Linked DNA regions of Mus musculus: all the other regions are linked to region 7. A link is a contact called in public Hi-C, HiChIP or PLAC-seq and promoter capture Hi-C data. All regions are on one chromosome and are shown on one strand. Each heading gives the region's core, a stretch centred on a gene start, on an enhancer-like site or on the middle of the called end of the contact. The rest is flanking DNA. Distances are from core to core; before and after follow the strand shown.

Evidence for each region. Promoter capture Hi-C pulls out the DNA fragments that hold promoters and counts their contacts. Hi-C and Micro-C count contacts between places; a contact is called where the count stands out from the background. HiChIP or PLAC-seq counts read pairs in DNA pulled down with a chosen protein or histone mark.
Region 1: a Hi-C map of B cells shows a contact between it and region 7, with 7 read pairs. The contact joins the promoter of Dvl3 here to the promoter of Senp2 in region 7. A contact is called at or near these places in 2 of 39 promoter capture datasets (liver and pre-B cells) and 1 of 484 Hi-C or Micro-C datasets (B cells).
Region 2: a contact with region 7 is called in a promoter capture Hi-C map of neutrophils, with 4 times the contacts expected there. The contact joins the promoter of Klhl24 here to the promoter of Senp2 in region 7. A contact is called at or near these places in 2 of 39 promoter capture datasets (liver and neutrophils).
Region 3: a promoter capture Hi-C map of liver shows a contact between it and region 7, with 2.0 times the contacts expected there. The contact joins the promoter of Abcf3 here to the promoter of Senp2 in region 7. A contact is called at or near these places in 4 of 39 promoter capture datasets (liver, neutrophils and pre-B cells) and 1 of 9 other capture datasets (adipose tissue).
Region 4: a promoter capture Hi-C map of liver shows a contact between it and region 7, with 7 times the contacts expected there. The contact joins the promoter of Eif2b5 here to the promoter of Senp2 in region 7. A contact is called at or near these places in 2 of 39 promoter capture datasets (liver and pre-B cells).
Region 5: an H3K27ac HiChIP or PLAC-seq map of thymic regulatory T cells shows a contact between it and region 7, with 8 times the contacts expected there. The contact joins the promoter of Eif4g1 here to the promoter of Senp2 in region 7. A contact is called at or near these places in 2 of 39 promoter capture datasets (liver and pre-B cells) and 1 of 115 datasets of contacts at active chromatin or transcription factors (thymic regulatory T cells).
Region 6: a promoter capture Hi-C map of pre-B cells shows a contact between it and region 7, with 4 times the contacts expected there. The contact joins the promoter of Abcc5 here to the promoter of Senp2 in region 7. A contact is called at or near these places in 3 of 39 promoter capture datasets (hippocampal neurons, liver and pre-B cells).

What each region holds. Positions count from the first base shown.
Region 1 is chr16:20,515,661-20,518,933 of GRCm38.p6, reverse strand. Dvl3 (dishevelled segment polarity protein 3) reads right to left here and starts at 1,948. Exons shown (of 15, transcript NM_007889.3): 1 at 1,579-1,948. The coding sequence starts at 1,739. It overlaps Gm16618 (predicted gene, 16618), which reads left to right and starts at 1,154. Exons shown (of 3, transcript NR_167658.1): 1 at 1,154-1,295.
Region 2 is chr16:20,095,971-20,099,060 of GRCm38.p6, reverse strand. It overlaps Klhl24 (kelch-like 24), which reads right to left and starts at 1,507. Exons shown (of 8, transcript NM_029436.3): 1 at 1,390-1,507.
Region 3 is chr16:20,546,935-20,550,101 of GRCm38.p6, reverse strand. It overlaps Abcf3 (ATP-binding cassette, sub-family F (GCN20), member 3), which reads right to left and starts at 1,499. Exons shown (of 21, transcript NM_013852.2): 1 at 1,357-1,499; 2 at 989-1,136; 3 at 788-867; 4 at 312-358; 5 at 1-98. The coding sequence starts at 1,429. It also overlaps the pseudogene Gm15760.
Region 4 is chr16:20,497,314-20,500,685 of GRCm38.p6, reverse strand. It overlaps Eif2b5 (eukaryotic translation initiation factor 2B, subunit 5 epsilon), which reads right to left and starts at 1,869. Exons shown (of 16, transcript NM_172265.2): 1 at 1,590-1,869; 2 at 377-501. The coding sequence starts at 1,772.
Region 5 is chr16:20,670,985-20,674,424 of GRCm38.p6, reverse strand. Eif4g1 (eukaryotic translation initiation factor 4, gamma 1) reads right to left here and starts at 1,698. Exons shown (of 33, transcript NM_145941.3): 1 at 1,549-1,698; 2 at 464-557; 3 at 111-197. The coding sequence starts at 523.
Region 6 is chr16:20,424,597-20,427,708 of GRCm38.p6, reverse strand. Abcc5 (ATP-binding cassette, sub-family C (CFTR/MRP), member 5) reads left to right here and starts at 1,315. Exons shown (of 30, transcript NM_013790.2): 1 at 1,315-1,461.
Region 7 is chr16:22,008,218-22,011,623 of GRCm38.p6, reverse strand. It overlaps Senp2 (SUMO/sentrin specific peptidase 2), which reads right to left and starts at 2,140. Exons shown (of 17, transcript NM_029457.3): 1 at 1,882-2,140; 2 at 72-130. The coding sequence starts at 1,982.

The DNA.
Region 1 (3,273 bases), core at 699-3,198, 1.5 Mb after region 7:
CTCCCACGACAACCTTAGGAAAGCAGGAAGCAGCTCACAGTGGTCCCCAGAGGCAAGTCCGGGTAGAGATACAAGACGATTCTAACCCCTCAAGACATCTGGCCTAGCATACCCTGAAATATTATCCCAGTTCCTTCGGATAATAAGAAAGACCCTACTCTTATTCCTCTCATGCCAGGTTGAGACACCTACCTCCTATCCTTAGTTCTTCCAGATATATCATTTTCAGGGTCTTTCAACCAGGTTTGCCTATTCTAGACTAAAGCCAGACAATCATTATCACACAAGAGTCTCATCCCAGGGCAAGAACAGAATCAGTAATAGATCTATTCTCCACTCTCCAACACACACACACACAAACACTTCTAAGAATTCATCGAATGCTGAGTTCCAGGGGTAGAAAATGACAAATAAGTCCGGCAGGAGACAGAAGGTGCTTGCCTCCTGGGGCTGGGAGGGCAGGCCTTGGGAGAGAAGCCAGACTAATGTACACAGGGGGCGGGGGGTTGGGGGTGGTGGTGGGATATCTCCCCTCACCCAGCTCTGGGGCCTCAGCTGCAAGCACAGTGCAGGCCTCAGGCAAGTGCATCAGAGGGACCTTCAGGCCTTGAAGGGCCCAGGGAGGGGTAGGGTGTTTGTGTGTGTGTGTGTTCTCCATAGCCTCTAGGCCGACCGTCCAGTTAATGTAGGCAAGCCTCAGCCCCTTGGAGAGGGGTGTGTGTGTGTGTGTGTGTGTGTGTGTGTGTGTGTGTCTTCCCCCTCCACCCCCCTCTCAGGCCAGCTGCTACAAAACCCTCAGGCTCCAACATTCCAACCTCTCTTAAAGGGGCAGTCCCAGCTTCCAAACTGCCCATCAAAAGCCCTGCAGCAGGGTAGGGAGGGGAAGACAAGAGAGAACATCAATAGGCCCTTCCTAGTCTTCCCATCCAGGCTCTGAAGCCCTATGCAACATCTCTGCTGGGACTACCATCAGGAAAGAAAAGGCCCCAGCACCTGGCTAGTGAGAACTCCTCTGAGTCAGGCAACACCCCATCGGCCCAGGGGAGAGGGGAATCTGCTTGACAAACATCAGGTCCATCATCCAGCCTGGTAGAACAGCCCCCAACGCCTCCTTCTCCAGTTCAAAGTCCCACCAGCTACAGCCCTAGATACAGCACACTCCAAATAAGGCTCTGAGTTGCAGAGCTCAGAAGACCGGGAAGGCAGGCCGGGTGTCAATATACTCCAACTTTATGCTTAAATGGTGGCACCTGGAAGGACTGAGAATTCTGGCTTTGGACTGGAGTGGAAAGGATGTATGTCTCTGGGGGGGGCCGCTGGACCGTGGGGAGGTGAGGGGGCTTGAATGGTAGGAACCGATTGCTTAGGGAGGGACGTCTCGCTGGACCAGGGGGGCAAGGCCTCCAAGAGGTGACTGGGAGTCCCTCAAAGTCAAGTGTGTCCCAAGTCACCGAGTCGCTCCCTTGCTGGAAGCGGGGCTAGAAACCAGTGCAGTCAGGGGAGTCGGAACTGGCTGTGTTGGCCCCTAGCAGCGGAGCGACCCGGGCTCCCGGGAGGCGGGGCGGGGGCCATCCTCACCCAAAATCGTCGTCCATAGACTTGAAGAAGAACTTATAGCTGGGCCGCTGCAGAACGCCCTTAAAGTCCGCCAAGGTGACGCGCTCGGCGGGCAGGGGCAGCTTCACCAGGTACGGCGTCTCCTGGCCGTCCAGGTGGTAGATGATCTTGGTCTCGCCCATGGCTCCGGCCTCGGCCCCGCGGCGCGCGGCCTGCTTGGGCAGCGGGGCCGGGCCTCTCCGGCAGAGCTCGGCGCTCGGCGCGGCCCGCTGCTCAGCCCCACTCAGCCGCCGGCCGGGCCGCCAGCTCCCTTGTTCTCCGGCCGCTCCCGGGTCCCAGCGCCGCCCGCCACCGCTTCCGCTCCCCACTCCCGGCGCTCCGCTGGCGATCGCGACTCTTCCGGTGGCCTGGGCCCTCCCGGCTCTGGGCCGAGCCCAGTGCGGCCCCGCCCCGCCTCCGAGCCGCGCTGGCTGCTTGCGGCCGACTGCCCGCCCACCCACAGGGCGGCGCTGGGTCCCCTGTGCTCCGGGTTCAGGCAGCTGGACCTGGAAGTCTCAGCCCGGTGGGACTGGCGGAACCGTGTGCAGGGTCCCGGGCAGGAGGGGAGGGATGGAAGAGAAGTGTCACCGACTGCAGAAGAGAATGGATTTGAAGACCTAACTGGATCCCTGGATGCCGGGTGGCTTCAACTCGGATTTTTGGATTCTGCTGACAGCACAGTTGCTGCCACCGGACCGTACTGAGTTCCTTGAGGGCTGAGCAAGTTCAAGTTTTTATCCCTATAATCTCAGCGTCTCTATGAACAAGTAGTTTGAGAAATGGACTGAGTGGGTGTGGTAGCGCTTACCTTTAATTCCAGCACTCAGGAGAGAGAGGCAGGTGTCTTTCAGTGAGTTTAAGCCAGCCTGGCCTACAGAGAGCTTCAGGACAGCAGGACTATGGAGGGAACTCCTCTCTTAGAGAGAGGGAGAAATACAGAGAAGAAAAAGAAAGAAAGAAAGAAAGGAAAAGAAGAGGAAAAAAAGGACAAAAGAAAGAGAAAAGAAAAAATTTGAGTTAAGAAAGAATGCAAGCAGCCAGGTGTGGTGGAACATTACTTTAGTCCAAACACTGGATAGGTAGGCAAATCTCTGAGTTGGAGGCCAGCCAGTCTACAGAGCAAGTTCCAGAACAGCCAGGGCTAAACAGAGAAACCCTGTATGATTGGGACAGTAGATGTCAAAACTACCTATAGTCAGTTGGTGGTTCAGCTTCTCAGCTGTAACAATGTATGTCAGGTGTGGCTTTGAAACTCCTGACAATTCTCCTGCCTCAAGCTTCTGAGTTCTCTCTCTGATTACATGCCTGCATTTCAGTCACCTCTTCTGCCCAGAAACCTCTTCACATTACCCAATATGACTTTCATATACCCTCAACATGACACACAAGGCCCTTAATAATCTGACATCTATATACCTCTCTAGACTTTTTCTCATTACATCATAACCAATTTTTTTATTATAAGCAGAAAGCATTCAGTAGCAGTTACATGTTTTCAGTTTATATCCTTCATTTAATCTTTTTCTCCAAATAATGTCTGTGCATAAATAAAATGCATTAAAACTTTTCAAGGTTTGTTTTTACCCCCTGCACAGATTATAGGTATCTGAGATGACCAGGAGAGGGTGTCAGTCTCTTGGAATTAGAGTCACAGGAGCTGGAGAGAGAACTAAGTGG
Region 2 (3,090 bases), core at 258-2,757, 1.9 Mb after region 7:
CCCTCTTCTGGCCTTCGTTGGCACCGAACACAGGTGGGTGGGTACATGCTGGTCAAACACCCACACAGAATAAATCTTTAAAAAGTATATTAAGGCTGCTTTATTAAGTATATTATACCTGCTTTACTGAAGAAACTCAACTTTTCTGAGATAAAATGACAAAACCTAGCTGCACCATAAGTTTAAGAGATTTGGAAAACCACCTTTAATATCCTCCGTCTGGAAATGACTGGGCTTTCGGTTATCTTAATGTACAGTTTTCCAAACACACCTTCAACTCACTTATCAGAAACTTCTCAATTACCTGGGAGATTAATACACGAAATTGTGTGCCCCAAAAAGGGAAAACTAAGAAAGCTCATTCAAAAATCCAAAACCAAAAAACTTTTAGGTGAATAACCTCAAAATATCTTTTTTTTTAAAGGTAAAAGCCACCGTTTATATTTTTAGTGGCAAGGGATACATATTAAATCCTAATAAAGAAAAACAAAACACCAAACCATTATCAACCATCAACCATCTGGTGGTTGTGCCAGGTGTCAGCTGAGAACACTAACAGAAAAAAAAATTGACATGATTAAAATCCGCTAGAGCTGATATTGAAGCTTCTCAAATGTGGCCTTGTGGGTCATCCTTTACTACCTAAGGCTGGACAGAGCAGGCAAGGGCAACTTCGCAGAGCTGCGCGCTGTCCTACGCCAGGAGCTACGGGTTAGCCCCCACCCCCTGGCCTCTGCAGGGCACGCCCCCTTCCTACCCACCGCCCCGCTGCTCCCCTCCCTCGGCGCCCGCGTCCTCCAGGTCACCTTCAGGCGAGGGCGGGACTGCCTGGCACGGGCCACCCACCTACCACCCCCTGCCAATAAAAATTCGGAACTCGCCGGCCCGGCCCGCCTGCAGCGCCCAATCCCGGCCGCCCGAACGATCTTCGCCTCGGGTGCCCAGGGCTTGGGGGCGGGAACATTGGGAACTAAATTAAGAAGCAGAGGGCCCTGAGAAGGAAGCGGGCAGCCGGGTGGGGGCTCCCCCGGGACGGCCCGAGGCCGCGCTCCCGGTAAACAAAGGCTTCGCGGGGGCGGGTAACGGTCAGGTGACCACGCCCCGCATGTTTCGCAACTGTGCTGCTGGCTGCTATGGCCCCAGCACCCCGATCCTTATCCGTGCTAGGCGACAGCACTCACGGTCACCCCACGGAAACTCCAGGTCCGAGGCCGAAACACTCCGGCCGCTTCCACCCTAAGTGTATTGCTGCCGCGGGGCTCGTCCCTGCCCTGTCCCCACGCCCGAGGCCGCATCGGGCTTCTGGCAGCCAGGGACCTCGCCTCCCTCCCGCCGGTGCCGGGGATCAGCGCCGCGGTCGCATGCCGCTTGGAGCGGCCACCCTGGTACCTCTCGGCGCAGGCTGGAAGCGGCACGAGCGGCGACCCCCGTCCCTGCTGCGCCGGCGTCTCCTCGAGCCACCGCCAGTCTCTGCCACTGCTCACAACAAAGGAAACATGTGACCGTCGAGCCAAAACACTTAGCGTCACCCACCCTTGGCCAATGGGGGGGAGGCATCCGCCTTCCCGGAGCATTCTGGGAGACGTAGTTTTTACTGCCGGTGGGCTCTCAGGCCATCTGGGTTCCGCTAGAGGGCGGAAACCCAACCCCGGGCTGCTAATTCCAAACATTTATTTAAGGTAGAATAAGATTAAAGGAATGCATCTTGATCAAGACAGAAGTGGTATGTTGATTGTTTTCAAAGAGCCCTTTACATCCCAAAGCCAAAGCACAAGACCAGGACTTAGCCAACCTTAGAGCTTGGAATAAGGCTTGTTTTAATTACCATGTTCTAACACACTTGGGAAATCAGAGGGCCTGAGAGGTGGAGTGTACTAGAAGCCTGGTCATAATTGCAGAGGACGCTTTCTTTGTAAATCTGTCAAGGTCGCTATCAGAGCCTCAGTTACTTTTTAAATTTAATTTAATTTTTGTCTTAATCAGATGCAGGAGTTGAACAAAAATTGTAACAAACCTTTATTTTCCGAGGCACATGGAATCTTCTTCAAGATGTTTTGTTTCTAGGAGATTCCTTTTCAAGGATGGCCGTCCTCTGCTCTTGAAAATGTTTGGATAGTTCTGGCTTCTGACAAAAGTTACGTACTTCTTCCTTCTGCACTTCATTAAGACAGCCTTGCCTCCGTTAAAATTAGATGTGTTGCCACAAGGTAGAGAGAGAGGAGCAGAGTTGACAGGCAGGCCATTTGATAAGCTTTTAGGTCTCCTTTTCATGTTCTATTAACTTAAAAAAAGCCTACTGAGTACTTCCTGGGGCGCGGGGGTGGGGGGTGGAGTGGGGGGGACCTTTCTTTGACTTTTCTAAGATTTATGGCTAGGCCTGCAGTAAAACTGCTTGCCACTCTGGCTTGACCAGTTGGTGCTATCAGCTTAGAGAGTCCTTTCTTTGGTTTTCTCTTGTCAAAGCAAGAAGATTTATTTTCATATTCTCTCCTTCCTTCCCTCGTCCTTTTCCCCTCCTCCCCTCTTTTCCTCCTCCTTCCTTCTCTTCCCCTCTCTTCTCCACAAATTGATTTAAACAAGATACATAACTTGAAGGAAAACTATCTAGAATTCTTTTTAAATTGTCTATTATTATTATTATTATTATTATTATTATTATTATTAATTCTTTGTGTGTGTCTGTATTGGCTATCTGAGTGCTGGTAAAGATCAGAGTCATTGGGTCCCCCTGGAGCTGCAGGTGCTGGGAGCTGAAATCCAGATAGAGCAATAAGTGCTCTTAGCCATTAAGTCATTTCTTCAGCTCTATTTATTTAAAAATTTAAAATTTAAATATGTTTTGTCTGCGTCTGTGTACCATGTGCCTGCATGCAATGCCCATGGAGGCCAGAAGAAGGCACCAGATTCCCCAGCACTGGAGTTGGTTTCAGAGAGTGTGAGCTACCATGTAGGGATGCTGGAATTCTAGGCTTCATCCTCTCTCATAAAGCAGTCAGTGTTTTTAACAATGGGGTCATTGCTCCAGATCCTTTATTTAGGTTGCAAAACAGCGTCTTAATGTTTCTGAGGCTGACCTCTAATTCATTAGTG
Region 3 (3,167 bases), core at 250-2,749, 1.5 Mb after region 7:
AGAGGGTTGCTGGTCTTCAGTGTTTCCTTCTCTGAACGCTTCTCCTGCTTTGCCTTCAGTCGAGCTTCAGCCTTCTCTAGTTTCTTCGCATTTACTGTCTGAGTGAATTCCAAACACAACCAGTTCATACTAGGGTACAGGTTCAAAAAGGAACTCCAGAGATTACTGCAAACAAACCCTTAAACTTACCCATGACGCTACATAAGCAAACACGCAGGGAAAGACACACCAGAAATCTCGCCCAAAGATACACCCACTATTCAGTAGACGGTCAACTCTCACACCCACCACAGCCCCTTCCCACTTCTCACCGAGGACTGTTCCCTCTTTAGCAGTCCTGGAAGTTTGGTGTCACAGTCTGTAAGTGATAAGAAAAGCAGTCACCTTCTCCATGAGAGAAGGGAAATGAAGACTTTGAATGACTAACAAGAACCAAGGATAGTTTTAAAGATAGCATTATAACACTGAAATGGACAGTTATTAGCCTTGAAGTAAAGGGCAAAACGATCTCACACTTAAGAAGAGCCCAATGTACTCTTTTAAGACCACGCTGTTGGTTAAGGTACGAAACTGGCAAAACCAGCTTCAAGGTCTGTATGCCTCCTACTACAGACAATAGCTTGGAGAGCCCTCCAGGCCCCGTTCTCCATCACAAGCTTTTATGGTCACAAAAATACCGCTAGCTCCTACAAGCCTTGTTGTTGAGATGGAGAGACCTGAGCTGCAGCGAGGTGGTGGCTGGGGGTGGAGGCAGAAGGCAGCTAGTTCAATCTCCCCTCACTCTCACCATAGTTTTCCATTATCTTCGACAACTGGATGGGGGCGTCCAGTAGCACCTGGCTGTTTCCCTGGTTCTGCGGTTCAGCCCTATGTAGGTAGAGAGAAAGCACTCACTTGGGAGAAAAGATTTACAGCCTTCAGACCTTCCCCCTCGTTTGTTCTCCATTCTCCTCTCTTTGCCCATCAACTTCATTCCCTTGGCACCTACAGGCGTAGAGTGTTGTACATGCGCTGACAGACAGCCCTAATGCCAGCGTCATCCTTGCTGTCCCCGGACACTTCTTGCAATAGTTCCCCGACAGCTTCCACCAGGTCATCCACAGACTCGAAATCCGCGCTGCCACTGTGCAAGACACCTGAGCCGGGTACCGCAGAACAAGACAGACAACGGGTAGGGCGGATATAGGAGCAGTTTCAGTGTCTGTACAGCTCACTCGGGGCACCAGACCCCACTGGCCCTCAAGATAAGAGGTCACGCAGAGAGACCAGATAGCGGTCTGCTGCACTGTCCGCCCTCAGTCTTTCCCCACAACCTCCACTTCGGCCTCCCCAGGCAGTTAATTCAGTTTCGCTCACCGGTCACGTAGTCGAAGACCTGCCCGTCAATTTCAGGGAACTCGCTTCGCAGGATATCAGCGCAAGTCGCCATGTTCACTCGGGATCCAATCTGCGCAGTCGTGGTGAGACTTGGGCCTAGGACCGCCTCCCTGCCCTTCCTCCCCACCCCGAAATCGCACCCCTCATCCCAAGGAGCATGCGCAGGGTTGACGTAAGAAAGCAGAGTCTGCGTGAGTCCAGGGGGCGGGTCTAGTAGAACGGGACGCAAGCGCCGCGGAGTCCAGCAGGCGTGGCAGCTTCCGCGCCTGCGCGGTTCCAGTTTCCCGTCTACGTCTACCACCTGTGCGGGTTTTCGCTGCCTTCTGGAAAGTGGAGGTTGTATCGAGGGGCGTGGCAGGATCGCCCGAGGCTTATCGTAGTGGGGAGCACGGGAGGTGTTGCGAGGGGAGAAATGCCTAGACACGGGCTAACGTGGGAGGGGGTCGCTTTACAGCTTGGATACCTTCCCCGCAGGCGCATGCTGCTGCTCGCCCACCTTTGGCGTTTTGCTGACTCACGCCAACTCTCGGTCCAGAGTGGATCAGTTTCAATTAGTCCTGCTAGTTGAATCAGCTGGGTGAGGAGCACACTTCTGCTTGCCTCTTTGCTCTGTCCTCAGTTCCTTCACACTTCATAGGTGTTCAACTGGGTCATTGAGAATGAAGTTCTGCCACCCCAAGGCACATCACCCACTGCCAGAAAACCTGAACAAGCCCTTTTATAAGTTCATTGTTTATCCTGGGTCTACAGACAAAGCAGATCTCAAGTGTCTGTAAAAGATACACCTCACACACACACTCAATTTGCAAAATTAGACAACTTTATTCCAATGCGCTCAAATTACACCCGTTTATATTTCCGAGACAATCTCTCTAGAGAGCCTAAGCTAACTTAAGAACTGAACCTCCTGCCTGTCGCCAAAGTGCTGGAATTAAAGGCATGTGACAACACTCGACTGCCCATTCATCCAGCTTAAGCATTATTGCAATGGGGAGCTGCCAGTCTTGGTGTTAAAGTTTAAAAAAGCTATCAGCATGCCTGAGGTTATAGATTAGTTGGTAAAATGCTTGTCTACCCTGAGGCTTTGTGTTTGATCCCCGGTACCTCATAAAACTGGGTGCGGTGCATGCCAATAACTCCAACATTCAGGAGGCAGGGATAGAATGATCAAGAATTCAAGGTTGCTGGACTTAGATGGAACCAGCCTTTAATCCCGGCACTCAGGAGGCAGAAAAAGGCAGATCTCTGAGTTCAAGGCCACCCTGATCTACAGAATTCCAGGACAACTAGGGTTAAAGAGAAAAACCTAAGGAGAAAAAAAAAAAAAAATCAAGGTCACCCCACTGCTACAAAATGAGTTCCAGGCCATTCTGGGGCCATTTGAAACCTTGTTTCAATTCTCTGGTCTCAGTAAGCTACTGAGTACTCAATTCTCTGGTCTCAGTAAGCTACTGAGTACACCCATATGTGTATAATACATTTAGGAGACTAGGGCAGGCAATTTGGGAGTTCGAGGCCATTCTGGACTGTACTAACTTCCGCATAAACAAAACAGCAATTGAACCTCTAGATCTAATAACCAGTTTACAGTAAATTCAGGCCAGGGGCTGGAGAAAGGACTCTGAGAAGTGCTTGTTCTGTTCTCAGCATTAAGACCTGAGTTTGATCCCTTGTACCCAAGTAAAGTCAGATGTATCTGTAAGTCACTGTGGTCTATTTTCTGTATAAAATGTACTTAGGCGCTTCCAGTTTACTTTAGAGTTGAGACATTAGTAGCTATGCAACTGAGC
Region 4 (3,372 bases), core at 620-3,119, 1.5 Mb after region 7:
CTTGCAAACTTTATATGCCCCAGTACAGGGGAACGCCAGGGCCAAAAAGTGGGAGTGGGTGGGTAGGGAAGTGGGGGGCAGGGTATGGAGGACTTTTGGGATAGCATTGGAAATGTAATTGAGGAAAATACGTAATAAAAAATATATATTAAAAAAAGAAAGAAAGACTCAAAATCACAGGCAAGCCTTTAATTTTGGTCCCTGGGACCTCAAGGCAAAGGAAGCTGCAGCAGTTTACCTCGGGACACGTGACGAGAACACTAAACCTCACAGGAGCTCAGAACAGATTCAGTGTTCTCCTCCTCACATCAACTCTATCCTGGAAGAACTGAAAAAAGACGGAGAATCCTGGAAAGGAAAAATTATGAAGCCTTACTGTAAGTGTTCTTTGATCTGAGCAGCTTTCCAGCAGCAAAAGACAAATGTTTCCTGTACACCCGTGGCAGTCAGGAACTCCAGAGTATAGTCAATTAGCGCAACGTTGGCCAGGGGCAAGAGGACCTATAGGGCAGGAAAGAAAAAGTCTGAGATCTTCAAGTCAGGATTATACTTTGGTATACTTTGGTTTGCAGACACTATAATCGACTTTATCCTTTTATTCTAAAGCAAACAGGCTCTAAGGGTCAGTCTAAGGCTCTGGAATTTGAGCCTAGTAGGCATGGTATCAGACACAAACATGTTCTAGGAGCCCAGTGCTGGCATTAAGGACAAATGTTGGCCCTAAGTCATAGCTCTAGAACTCTAAGCACTAAGGTCTTCTTCATAGAATTTCCTTCTATTGTTCTATTGCCACTAAGAGTCACAGAAATCATTCAAACACTTGTCAAAAATGAACAGTCGTTAGCCTTAGGAATTCTTTTTTTTTTTTTTTTTTTTTTGTGGTTTTTTGAGACAGGGTTTCTCTGTATAGTCCTGGCTGTCCTGGACCTCACTTTGTAGACCAGGCTGGCCTCGAACTCAGAAATCCGCCTGCCTCTGCCTCCCGAGTGCTGGGATTAAAGGCGTGCGCCACCACGCCCGGCTATTAGGAATTCTTAAGTCAAAGGCAAATCCCTATTTGAATGAACTATGGATTGCTGAGCGACCCAGTAGTCTGCAAGCGCAATGCCTATTTCCTATGTCTAGGTAATTCCTAGACTGATGGCAACCCACTGGGGTCCCCTTTCAGCAGATGGGAGGAAAACAGCCTGCTGAGAGCTAGCCTTTTTTCCTTTAGGAATATATTACCATTGCCTTTATCTAAAGCAATTTCTTTAAATTGCCCATGTCCTGCAAGGTTAAAGACAGTGGAGGCCCCTCTTGTGCTACTAAATCCCCCGGGGAAGCCTTCTTTCAAGCATTGATTCTACACACAGCCCTCTCCATCCTTCCCAAGGCTGGGTGTATAGCCCTGCGAGAATCCATGTGTGCTAGTTACTCATCTGATCGGACAGCCTCCGAGGTTTCAGTCGGTCTCTCCACCTTTTCCTAACCAGATAAGCTCAACTTGAGGGTAACTTCCAGAGCACGCTTCACTAACCAGCTGCAGTGGCAACCTGCGGCCCCGCTACCCTCGAGGCCGGCAGACTGCTCGCGAGCCGGGTGCTCACCCGAGGCTGGTCCTTGGAGATGGGGAAGAAGCGGCGGTTGAAGCTATCGGCCACTAGAACTGCCTGGAGGGGCGGCGGCGGCTCCTCCTCCGCACCTTGGGTTCCCCCGCCGCCCGAGCCGCCGCCGCCGCGTTTGCTCGCTCGGCCGGCCGCAGCGCCAGGCACCGCCGCAGTGGCTGCCATCTTGCTTCGCAGCCAGCACGTCCGCCGGGAAGTCACACGGCACGCAGTAGGGGACAAAAAGGACTCACAGTCAAAACGCGAAGGTGTAGTTGCAGGGAGAGAAAGAGGAAGGAATGCGCATGTGTGTACCAGCAGACCCCACCCACCCCGTGCAAGACCAGGGCGTGGCTGACCGCAGTAGGTGCTACTGGGAGGTGTATGCACCCCAGAGGGGTGAGATCCCACCGTTGTCTACTTAGTCAGTGAGTGCTGTTGGATTGGACAAGCTAAGAAGGCAGCGAGCTGGATAGGCTTGTGATCGCTGGGCAGGAGCCTACAGCTCCTCTGCCCAGAGTAGGATAAAATTTGTAGTTCTCAGGGATTGGAGAGATCACTCAACAGTTAAGAGCACTTACTGCTCTTGCAGAGGATCCACGTTCTGCGCCTGGCGCTCACGTGGTAGCAAGCAACTATTCACAATTGCAATTCCAGGGTGTCCGACACACTTTCGACCGGGCACTGGATGCCTGTGGAAAACACTCATCCACATAAATCTAAATATAAAATGAAGCTCCCCACTTGCAGTCTAGTAATCTAAGGGGATCTGGCATCTTTGGGAGGGAAACCACGATCTGCACAAATACTGGACATGGAGGCAGGCTGTAGATTTTTACTGAACACACACCTATTATGGGTGCTCCCTCCCCCCTTGCCAGAAATACGACCTAGAGCGACAGGCATTTCTTAAACCCTCAAATCGGAACCAAGGGAGCACGCCCAACTAGTGAGTGGAAAAACTGCTGCTGGAGCTCATCTGACTCCCATGGTTCTGAAAGAGTAGTAAACTCAGTGCTCCAAGGTATGCTAATCATAAAACAGATAGCGACATTCCTCCACCCACCGGCTTCCTGGGTTCAAAGAGTGTTAATTCAAAGAAAGTCACCCTGACCCACTCTGACCATTGCTGGAACCTGCAATGCAAATGTGCTATCGTTAGGGGCTCTTAGAAACTGTCTTGAGAGTTAACAATTACCAGGTATTCCTTGTGACACCTGTGACTCTGTACTTCCTTGTGACTCTTAACTGGTATTTTTGGTATTTTCCAACAACGCCCTTCCCACCTCCTTGAGTTGTGGTTCCTTCCTTTAAATACCCCCTTATCCAGCTACTCGGGGCGCCACAGTCCTCTACCCCTGCGTGGTGTATGACCGTGGGCCCGAGAGCGCTCTTGAATAAAAATCCTCTTGCAATTTGCAGCAAGACCGTTTCTCGTTGGTGATTTTGGGGTGTCGCCTCTCCTGAGTCAGAACGTGGGGGAGTCCTCACGTTGTGGGTCTTTCAGTTCCACAAGCGTTATCCCAGATGAGGCTGGATCTAAGAGCAGGAGTAAACTGGGTAGGACTGGGGCGTAGTAGCAAGCTTTTCAGGCTAGACTGAAGTGGAGCAGCAGGTTTTGGTAAAAGAAGCCGTGGCCGCAGTTTATAAATCAAGCTTAAGGCGGAGGAAGCAATGGCACGCAGGCTGGGCGTAATTCTGTCAAGCCAAAAATTCCAGTAAGTAATCTGCCCAATCAGCAACAGAACCTCTGCTAATCCCACAGCCCGCAAGTTTCGGCAACTCC
Region 5 (3,440 bases), core at 449-2,948, 1.3 Mb after region 7:
CAAGGAATGGAGGGGCAAGTATACAGTGTCCATAGTTCCCATACTAGCCCCAAACCAGCAGCTCATTTTCCCAGTTCCCACCCAAGCCTACTCAAGCCACAGTCCCTCACCTGGCGGGGCTGAGAAGGCGTGTTCATTTGTGTCGCTTGAGGCGTGCTAAACACCACCGGTGCAGTCTGCCCCGGGGGAAACGCTGGCTGAAGGGGAGAGACCAGAGTTCAGCAAGAGGGGAAGCCTGGGTGGGGCTTAAACCCAAGCTGGTGAAGTATGGGGAGCAGACCTGTAGTAACAGCCTCAGCAGTCCACATGTTCCCTCCCTGTGACAGCCCCAGGGACAGCCAGGGGCCCTATCTCAATTTGGCAGCAGGCAGCTGCACTTTGCCCTGACACAGATGGGGGTGGGAAAACTGGGAGCTGCGTGACCTCCACCCCGCCGGAGTCCTGATCATTTAGCCTTGATTACCTGTGGGAGTCCAGGGGACCTGGCGGGTGGGGGGCCTGTGGGCTGGGGAGCTTTGTTCATTTCATTTGGTGCCACATTAGGGTCCCCCCAGCACCTGTTGGAAAGAGCAGAGCTCGGAACGAGGAAAGGACCCAAGCTTATGGCAAACGGGCTGGGGGAAAGGTTGTATCAAGAGCTAGGGCCAACACGGATTAAGGGAGGTGCCAAGTGAATGCAGAAACAGAAAACATACAGCCTGAGGACCCCACCAGCACACTGCAACACCCTGACCCCACCCTTGCCTGCTCAAACAGCCCCCTCACTCACCCCCTCGGTTAAGAATAAGTCCACAGTGCGGCCTACAGGTTCTGGGCATCCGAAGGCCTGGGGTTGGGAGGTGAGGGGTATCAACCTGGCTCCACGGGGCCCAAGACCAACCAGACCGGAAATTCCAGGTCTTGCTGGCACCAGGCTCCCGGATCACAAATGAAGCCGGCTGCTCCGGCCGTGATATCCCCACCCCCCACCCGGGGACACCGGGTTCGAAGCCTGCCGCGGGGCACTCGCGCGGGGCCGGAGAGGCCTGAGGCCGCCCGGGAACACAAGCCAGGAAGGGCGCGAGTCCGGCCGCACCAGCAGGGCGGGCGGCGACCGCCGCGAAAGCCGGCTCGGGGCAGGCGAGGGTCGGCCGCCGGGCGGGGCTGGGGGCTCCTCCCTGCCCGCCGCCGCCGCCTCCCAGCTCTGCGCAACGCGGCCAGTGCCAAAGAACAACGTGTCACTTCCCGGCGGCCGCCCGGGCCCCGCAGGGGGAGGGGGTGGCGGGTTTGCGCCGCACAGCCTGCGCCGGGCCGCGGCCCAGGCCGGGCGGAGGTGACTGTCTCGCCGCCACCCCAGCGCCCTCCCCGCCCGGGCCCTGCTCCCCACCCCCACCCGGGCCCGGCCCGGCACACGTGGGCCGGGGATCGGCCTGGCGAGTAGGGCCTGGGCGCAGGCTCGGAGCCGGGGCGCCGGGGCGTCGGCGCAGGGTGGCGGGCCCCGGCCCGGATGGCGGCGGATGCGGGGGGAGGGGTGGGGGGCCGGGTCGGGCCCGGACATGGCGGCTTTACCTTCAGTCTCCTTCAGTCCGCGCGGCCGAGCCCCACGCAGCCGCACAGACGTAGTCCACAACCATTTCCGGCTCCCCGCACAGATCCCGCTCGGCGGCCACCGCTTCTCCGCAGGCGCAGCCAGCGCCCCACGTGACCGGCGCAGAGGGCGGAGCTGCGCTGGCGCCGGGGAAGCACATGGGATTTGCTCCGCCCCATCACGTGACACCCACTGCCCGCCCCCGTGTCCCCTCCCGAACTTTGGAACTCCCAGGCCGACCCCCTCTGAGGCTCTGGCGGTTCTTTAGTTCATTCATACTTTGCGCAAGCATTTATTGAGCGCGTGAGTGCTAAGTGAAGTGCCGGCCTGGAGCTCAGAGTGCGGAATCTAAAAAGCAGTCCTGCCCTAGTAAGTGTAGTGTGCAAATTATGCAGCCTCTGAAAATGCTATAGATTTGATCTTTGATAGACCTATTAACAAAGGAAATTCAATATTGCACCAAAGAAACTGCCGCAATCTAAAGAAGCAATTTTACTTTTGTTTTTTTAAAAAAATCAGTTGCTCCTAGGGAAACGCAAAAGTCAACATGAAAACTTTGGAATAATGGAAAAAGGAATCCCAAAGCTGTACGTGTGCTGACTGGCTAAGGCAGGGAATCAGTTACCATAAGCTTTAAAGTAGGGAAATGTCACCAGGCAGTGGCGAGCCACGCCTTTAATCTCAGCATTCCAGAAAGATAGGCAGGTAGATCTCTGAGTTCAAGGCCAGCCTGATCTACAAAGCAAGCTCCAGGACGGCCAGAGTTACAGAGAGACCACATCTTGAAGATTTCTGAGATGGTTCAATGGTTGGCGCACTGGTTGCTCTTTATTGCCTGCTCTTCAAGAGGATCTGGGTTTACTTCCCATAACCCATAAGGCAGTTCATGTCTGTGTGTAACTCTGATTCGTTAGAATTCTGCCCTCTTTTGCCCTCTAAAGGCACCACATATGCATGTAGTGCACAGACATATGAAAACAAAACATTCATACACGTAAATATTTAAATTTTAAAAATAGGAAAATTTGAACTGGGTGGTGGTAGTCCACACCTTTAATCCTAGTACTCCAGGGGCATAGGCAGGAGAATCTCTGTGAATTAAGGGCTAGACTAGTGTAGAGAGCTAATTCAGGACAGCTAGGGTTACACAGAGAAACCCTGTCTCGAAAAACAAAAAAAATAGCCAGGCTGTGGTGGTGCACGCCTTTAATCCCATCACTTGGGAGGTAGAGGCAGGTGGATTTCTGAGTTTGAGGCTAGCCTGGTCTACAGAGTGAGTTCCAGGAGAGCCAGGGCTACAGAAAAACCCTGTCTGGAAAAACCAAAAAAAAAAAAAAAGAGTTGTACTCTATTGAACTGAGCATTTGAGCATTTAGTTAGGTAGCAGAGCCTTTCCCACTGGCCTTTCTCCCTCTCACATGCTACCTCCTAGCATGCATTATATCACAGAATTGGTGACCTAAGTGAGGGGGGCAATAATGTAAACTTCATCACTGTGCTACCAAGAAAGCAAGGCTACAGGGTGGGCAAATGCGGGCACAAGGATCCTCTAGATGGCCTGAGTCCTCAGTGGTCATGTGCTTTCCCAGCATTTGGGAGACCTTGGGTTCAATATGCAGTAACAGAAAACAACCAGTCCAAAAAAAAAAAAAAAATCACCATAATCAGTAGCTGGAGAGACAGCTCAGGTAAAAATTGAGCATGTGCCAGGTAGTGGTGGCACATGCCTTTAATCCCAGCACTTGGGAGACAGAGGCAGGCGGATTTCTGAGTTCTGCAGAGTGAGTTCCAGGACAGCCAGGGCTACACAGAGAAACCCTGTCTCGAAAAACCAAAAAAAAAAAAAAAAAAAAAAAAAAATTCAAGCATGTGA
Region 6 (3,112 bases), core at 66-2,565, 1.6 Mb after region 7:
CTTAAAAAGCTCTGTAGATTCTGGCTCGAGGTTGCAGTCAGCTCCTGAGTCTGGTCTTTGACCCTGATCAGTCAGTCCCAGGACATACGCTCCATAAACTATCCCTGTCTGCCTGAGATCAGTGTTTGGTGGTTTGTCTGGCGACTCCTTGACCCCAACAATATATATCTTAATTTTAAAATAGTGAAACATAATCAGCTTTTTGTTATTATGACAATATGACAAATACCGGAGAAAACATGAACTTAAAGGAGAAAATACTTATTTTGGCTCAGGTTTTTATCCATGGTGAACTGGTTTTGTTAGTGTGTGCTCGGCACAAGGCTGAACATCATGACAGGAAGGGGTAACACACATCTCTCAAAGGTATACTTCCAGGGACCAACTTCCTTTAACAAGCCTCCAAGTCCTCATATTCTACTAGCTTCTAATAGTGACATGGAACAATCAGTCAATATTAAACCGTTCATTAACTCAGAGTCTTCATGATCCAACTTCCTGAAAGCCCAGCTCTGAACACTGCCTATCTTCCTGAGCTTTCTGTGTGTCAAATATACATCCTGTCAATAAGTCCAGCTTTATGACATTAGTGTTCACAGTAGCTAACTAGGTAGTTGTATGATGGACAATCCAGTTTACTTTCTTTTTAAATCCCTTAAATGGGTAACCATAAACAAGCCCCGGGTAGTTTAAAGGTTGGGAGGCATGCAATAGAGTAGTCTTTATATTATGATACTAAAATAGATAAAATAGAAAAAATAAAACGACTAATGCCTCGGGAGCTTTACATTTATTTATAAAAATAGATTGATTAGTTAGTATATCATTTTGACATCCCTTGTCACTTTGGAAATTGCGATTCTGGCATTTCACTACTTAGAAGTCAAGAAGCTGAGATAGATGGGTAAGAGAAAAGATCCAAAGGTACCATTCATGCAGAACGTGGAGGACTCATGCACCCATTAAGTGACACCACAGCTAAGAGTTGGGGCTGGACAGAAGCAGGCTATGATGACCTTCACGATGTTTTCTGGCACGTGGAACCGCCGCATAGATTTGGAAGTTCCTGACTTTGAACCTCTGGCTGTCAGAGAATACAGCGCCACCGGCTACCCCGACCCGCCTGCCCAGCCCCCGTGACTAAGGCAGAGAAGGTTCCAGACTGGGCATCAGAAACCGGGGAAGGATGGGGCAGCACGAGATGCGCGCGGGTACTGTGAGCAGCCTGCACCCCATCCCGGGCACCAGCGGTGCTTCTGGGAAACGTAGTCTTTTGCGGTGTGCGGCGCTGGGGGCTGCCGGATGAGGGACTACGATTCCCTTCGGTCTTGCGCAAGCTTTGTGCATCGCGCTTGCGCGTTGTGGGGGACTATGCCGCTATAAAGGCTTGTTTTGCTCAGGGTCCGATGTTCGCGAGCGTGCCCGGGCTGTTTGCTCTCGTGTGGGGAGGCTGGGGTGCAGGTAGGTGACGGTTCACGCCTTTTTCATGCAGTGTCGGAGGCTGTCACGGGCTCACTTCTTTGGGCTCTCCAAGGCGGGGTGGGCGGTGGGAAGCCTCGGACGGGAGAAACGGGGCCTGTCTCGTTCCGATCTCGCGCGGTCCCCGGCTTGTTGGCGACCTCGCGGGCTGTGCGGAGGTCTAGATGTTAGAAGGCAGGAGGGGAGGTTTGATGGGTGGTCACGGCCGGCTCCACTCTCCGCGCGGCCACCAGGGGGAGCTGCGTTCGCTGTGGGTGGGTCGTGGAGCCTGTGCTCGCAGGCCCGGGGCTGGCATGGGAACGCCCTAGGGCCGGGTGGCGGAGCTGTCCAGAGAGAAGCCCCAACCTCCCTCCGGGACTGGAGGCTGTCAGCCACTTACTACGTAAGTCATTATCTATGTTTTGTTTTGTTTTTTGTTTGTTTGTTTTGCTACTGGTATGTGGAGGTACGTGGCATCAGCACACACAGCGAAGCCGAGGTAGAGATGGGAGCCTAGATCTTCTGTCACCAGTGTCCTTTTCGGTGCTGACACGCAAAGGAGCTAGTGGCTTTGTGTTTATAACACCTGGATTTGGTGTTTTCGTACAGATGTGGGAGTCTCGATGCAGGTGGGCACAGGAATGACCGGGGAAGTCTTGAGTTCCGAAGGGAGAAATGGATGGGTTTTACTGGGGTCTCTGGAGTAAGTGACAGGTGAGGGAGCTTGGAGGCACAGGTGGGCCCTGGGGGAGAGGTGGGGGGGGCGTGATAAGTGGTTCAGCTTCCTTGTAGCTTCCAGTAGCTTCCAGTAGCTGCAGGGCCTGAAGGAGCTTCCTGAGGCGCCTAAAACCTGAGAGATGTTGCGATAACAGAACTTGGAAACACCAACCTGGTTAGTTACAGTTCTCCAGGCCTACACAATGCCCCTCCCCCCTGCAGAATCGTCACATCCACCCCTCTTCACTGGAAAGAGAATTTTAGAGCAAAACCAGGTGGCCCCCAACCCTGTCAGTTTTGAGTCGGGGTACTAATGTGAGAGTCCCCACTTTGTTTATTCTTCTTTCTCCCTTTATAGTGCTGGCTTAAACCAAAATATGCCAGGTTTTCCTAGTCCTGATACACACACCCTTTCCTTTGGATTTGGCAGGGCTGGGGACTGGAAAGAACCTCTGGCCTACATGCTTTTATCACTGAGCCTAAGTTAGCATTAGTTTTATAAAAAGACTTTACATTAGCTGCAAGGGAGTTGTCTAGAAAATGGGAAGTATGAATTGCTCTTTGGGCTGGAGAGGGTCCTGGTGTAGTAATCCTTTCTTAGTTGATTGCTTCATATCCATATTCACCTTAGCCCTACTCTACCGGCTTCTGTGTGTTCTTCTTGTCATATCCCAGACACACAGAAGATGGTGGTCTCCTTGTGTTCAGTGTGAAGAAACAGTAACTTTATGGCTACTCAGGTGTTTGCATACTTTAAGGTGCTGCACCTTTATTTATTTATTTATTGAAAGTGAAGCTATGACATTGGTGAAGATCATGGGGACAACGATTCCCCATACCCCATTCTTATAGAAACTCGCTTTGTCTGGAAGGTTAGGGAAGTTAGAATAGGCCACTGAAGTCCTATCTTATCTCACCATTAGGAAAACAGTTGTTT
Region 7 (3,406 bases), core at 891-3,390:
TTACCTTTTGAGTTTTGTTCCATGCATGTATTTTTCCTACTAAAACAAATTAATTTTCAAAGATGTAGTACCTAATCTTGGCCTTTTGGCTGGGATCTCATCAGTGTCCACTGCAGTAGAAAACAGAGTGCTGCAAAGAAAGGAGAAGATGGATGTATATAGGCCATACGTGCATTTCTATAAATAAACTTACTCAGCTCTGGAGGTGTGACTCAGTTGTAGGGCATGTGTTTAGCATATAAAAGACCGTGGTCTCTTTACCTAACACCAAAACAAAAGCTCCGTACCACACAACCTTCCTTCTCTTGTGCCCCATGTAGTCGTAAAATGAGATGCAAGGTGCAAAGCAGAGTCCTATTTCTAGACCGTAGGAAAGACTCAACACTCCCTACTACATTATGATGTATAATCTGGCCAAATTAAACCAACACATCATTTGGTTTTGGGACACTGGCCCTAAAGACAGACTTTTTTTTTTTTTTTAATTTCAAGCAACAATATAAGCAGCCTTAAGAGATAAGGTAGTAGTTGGGAGTTGGCAATGGTGTTGCTTAAATGTCTCCCGACCCCTATACCCTGGGCTGGGGATTGAAGACAGGACAGGCACGACAGACAAGCACACCGCCCCTAAGGCACAGCTCTAGTTCCTAGAAAAAAGTATCTTTTAAGACACCAGCCCCCGAGCCGGGCATGGTGGCACACACCTTTAATCCCAGCACTCGGGAGGCAGAGGCAGGCCGATTTCTGAGTTCGAGGCCAGCCTGGTCTACAGAGTGAGTTCCAGGACAGCCAGGGCTGCACAGAGAAACCCTGTCTCAAAAAACAAAAGAACAAAACAAAACAAAATAACCCACGAGCCCCCGAATGTAGTAAAGAACAGAAAGCAGCTAGAAGTCAAGGCTGGCCAGGACACATCCACACTCAGGTTTGGGTCGGCATACTGCTGACTCCGAGGGACTATGAATGAAAATGTGAGGCGATCACCAGTCCCTGTTCGATAAATATGCAGTTTCATTGTGCACCAGATCCAGTTGGGGGAGAATAAACTATTCTTACATAAGCATCAGTTTGAGAACTTTATAACATCTTAACCGATTCTTATCTGAACCCCATGGAACTGTAGAAGCCATGGGACTACATGCTACAGTTTAGCGAACAACCAGTTTCACCAATGACCTACATTCCTGGAGTCATCTATGAATCATTTTGATCTACTTCCCCTAATCCAATCTTTTGTCCACTTCTCTTGACCTGGAAACAAAAATAATCACCATCATCATAATAATAAGTGAAGTAGACATAGCAGAGGAAGGAAAGGGAGGGAGAATGTAAGAGTGGGAGACAGGGGGGAGTATAGAAGTTGTAGAATATTTTGTTTTCTAGATAAACCCTTAAAAGGGAAGACACTGTAAAGTAAATAAAGGAGTAGATGCTAAGTACTAATATTTGTCATTTCCTTCTAATTTTAACCGAATCTTACAAGAGTGCGGTACGTAAATACTTTCTGCCTCTTACAAGGATGTTAAAGAACAGGACCATTCCCTTCCCCTGCAGCCCAACACACACACCCCGACAGTTGCTGTCGAACAAGACAACTGCTGTTCCTCGGTGCGAAGACAACAGCACTCGCAGTCAAACGACTACGGGCAAACTCCTAACCTAGTGACTCGCTCCTGCGCTGTCCGCCCGCGACGACACCGGGCGACAGGAGCCGTATCCGGCGAGCAGCACATCGCCGGCCTCCCGTTCCCCTTCCGCTCGCAGCTAGAGGGACGGACTCTCCCCAGGCCTCCGCGGTCCCGTAGTCGCCGGTTCCCACAGGCCCGCGGCGCCCAACGCCAGCGCGGGGGAGGGGACCCGACCGGCGCGCGGCCACCTTACCTGCTGGAGCGCCGCCTCTTGAGTAGGGCGCGGGCCCCGGGCGCGGGCCGCTCACACAAGCGAAGAATGGTGCCGAGAACCTTAGCCAGCCATCTGTACATTCCAGGCCTGAGCAGCAGCGGCGGCCGACACACCCCGAGACGCGAACCCCAGAGCTGTCGCCGCCGCCGCCGCCGCCGCCGCCGCCGTCGCCGCTGCCGCTGCCGCTGCCGCTGCCGCCTTCGCCGCTTCAGCCGTAGCCAGGATCAGGCGCGGACTTGTGACGCCATCAGAGGGCCCACAGATTTAACGTTCCCCGGGCTAGGGGAGGACTCTCTAGAAGCCGTTGACGTCACCTTCTTCCGCCCAACGGGAAAGCGGCCTCCGGAGTCTGAGCATGCGCAGTCTGGGCCTGCTCCTTGTAAGCCTAGCAACAGGAAGCGGGACGGGGAGAGCGGGCTCTTGCGCGGGTCTGACTGGCAGACCGAAGGGCGGGGCTTTCTCTTTGGCAGAGCCAGTCAGGAGTCGATCTCGGGACAAGGCCCACAGACCCAAACCACGTGTATCGATGCTGGGCCGGGAGAGCTACCCAAGCAACCCGACAGTGGAGGGTTCTGTAAAAGAATGCGCAGGGTGGAAAATAGGTCAGGTTAGTTAATGAGTATGTAAGGGTTTGCGCTTTATTTTGTATATACATTGGTCTAATACTTTACCCGGATTGCCGTCATGTTTACAGCAACCGGACACAGTGGGGAATTTTAGGAATGTCATAAAAACCAAAGGTATATAGCAATTAAACCATGTGCCTAAGAAAATGGAGCTAACCACTAGCATTTGAGCCAGTCTAACTATTAGGGCTCATTCCGCACGCATACGTGCAAGTTTACTGGGAGAGACATTTTCATAGATACTTATAAATTAGAATACAAGGTCACCTGCTTATGTGATAAATGATTGTAATGCGCAATGGAACTAGAGAAAGTTAAACCAGATGCTGGGGAGTGAGTAGGGCAGACGGACACGACTTCTTAGGAAAAGCTTCCGAGAAACAGGGACTGAATGATTCCTGTGGCCTTTTCTAATCAGCTTGTCTCTTCCCCTCAGCTGTCAGGTAGCAATCAATTCTCATTATCCTCTCTGGGAATGTATACACTTTTCTTTTCTTCTCTTCTCTTCTCTTCTCTTCTCTTCTCTTCTCTTCTCTTCTCTTCTTTCTTTCTTCCTTTTTGTTGTTTTGTTGTTGTTGTTGTTGTTGTTTTTTGAGACAGAGTTTCTCTGTATAGCCCTGACTGTCCTGGAACTCACTTTGTAGACCAGGCTGGCCTCGAACTCAGAAATCTGCCTGCCTCTGCCTCCCGAGTGCTGGGATTAAAGGAAAACCATTAGAAATAAATGTCTAAATAATATCTCCTATGGACTTAAGCATAATGTCTGGGAGTGCAGTCCCTTGAAGTATTAAAAACAGTCTCAAAGCCGGGCGGTGGTGGCACATGACTTTAATCCCAGCACTTGGGAGGCAGAGGCAGGCAGATTTCTGAGTTCAAGG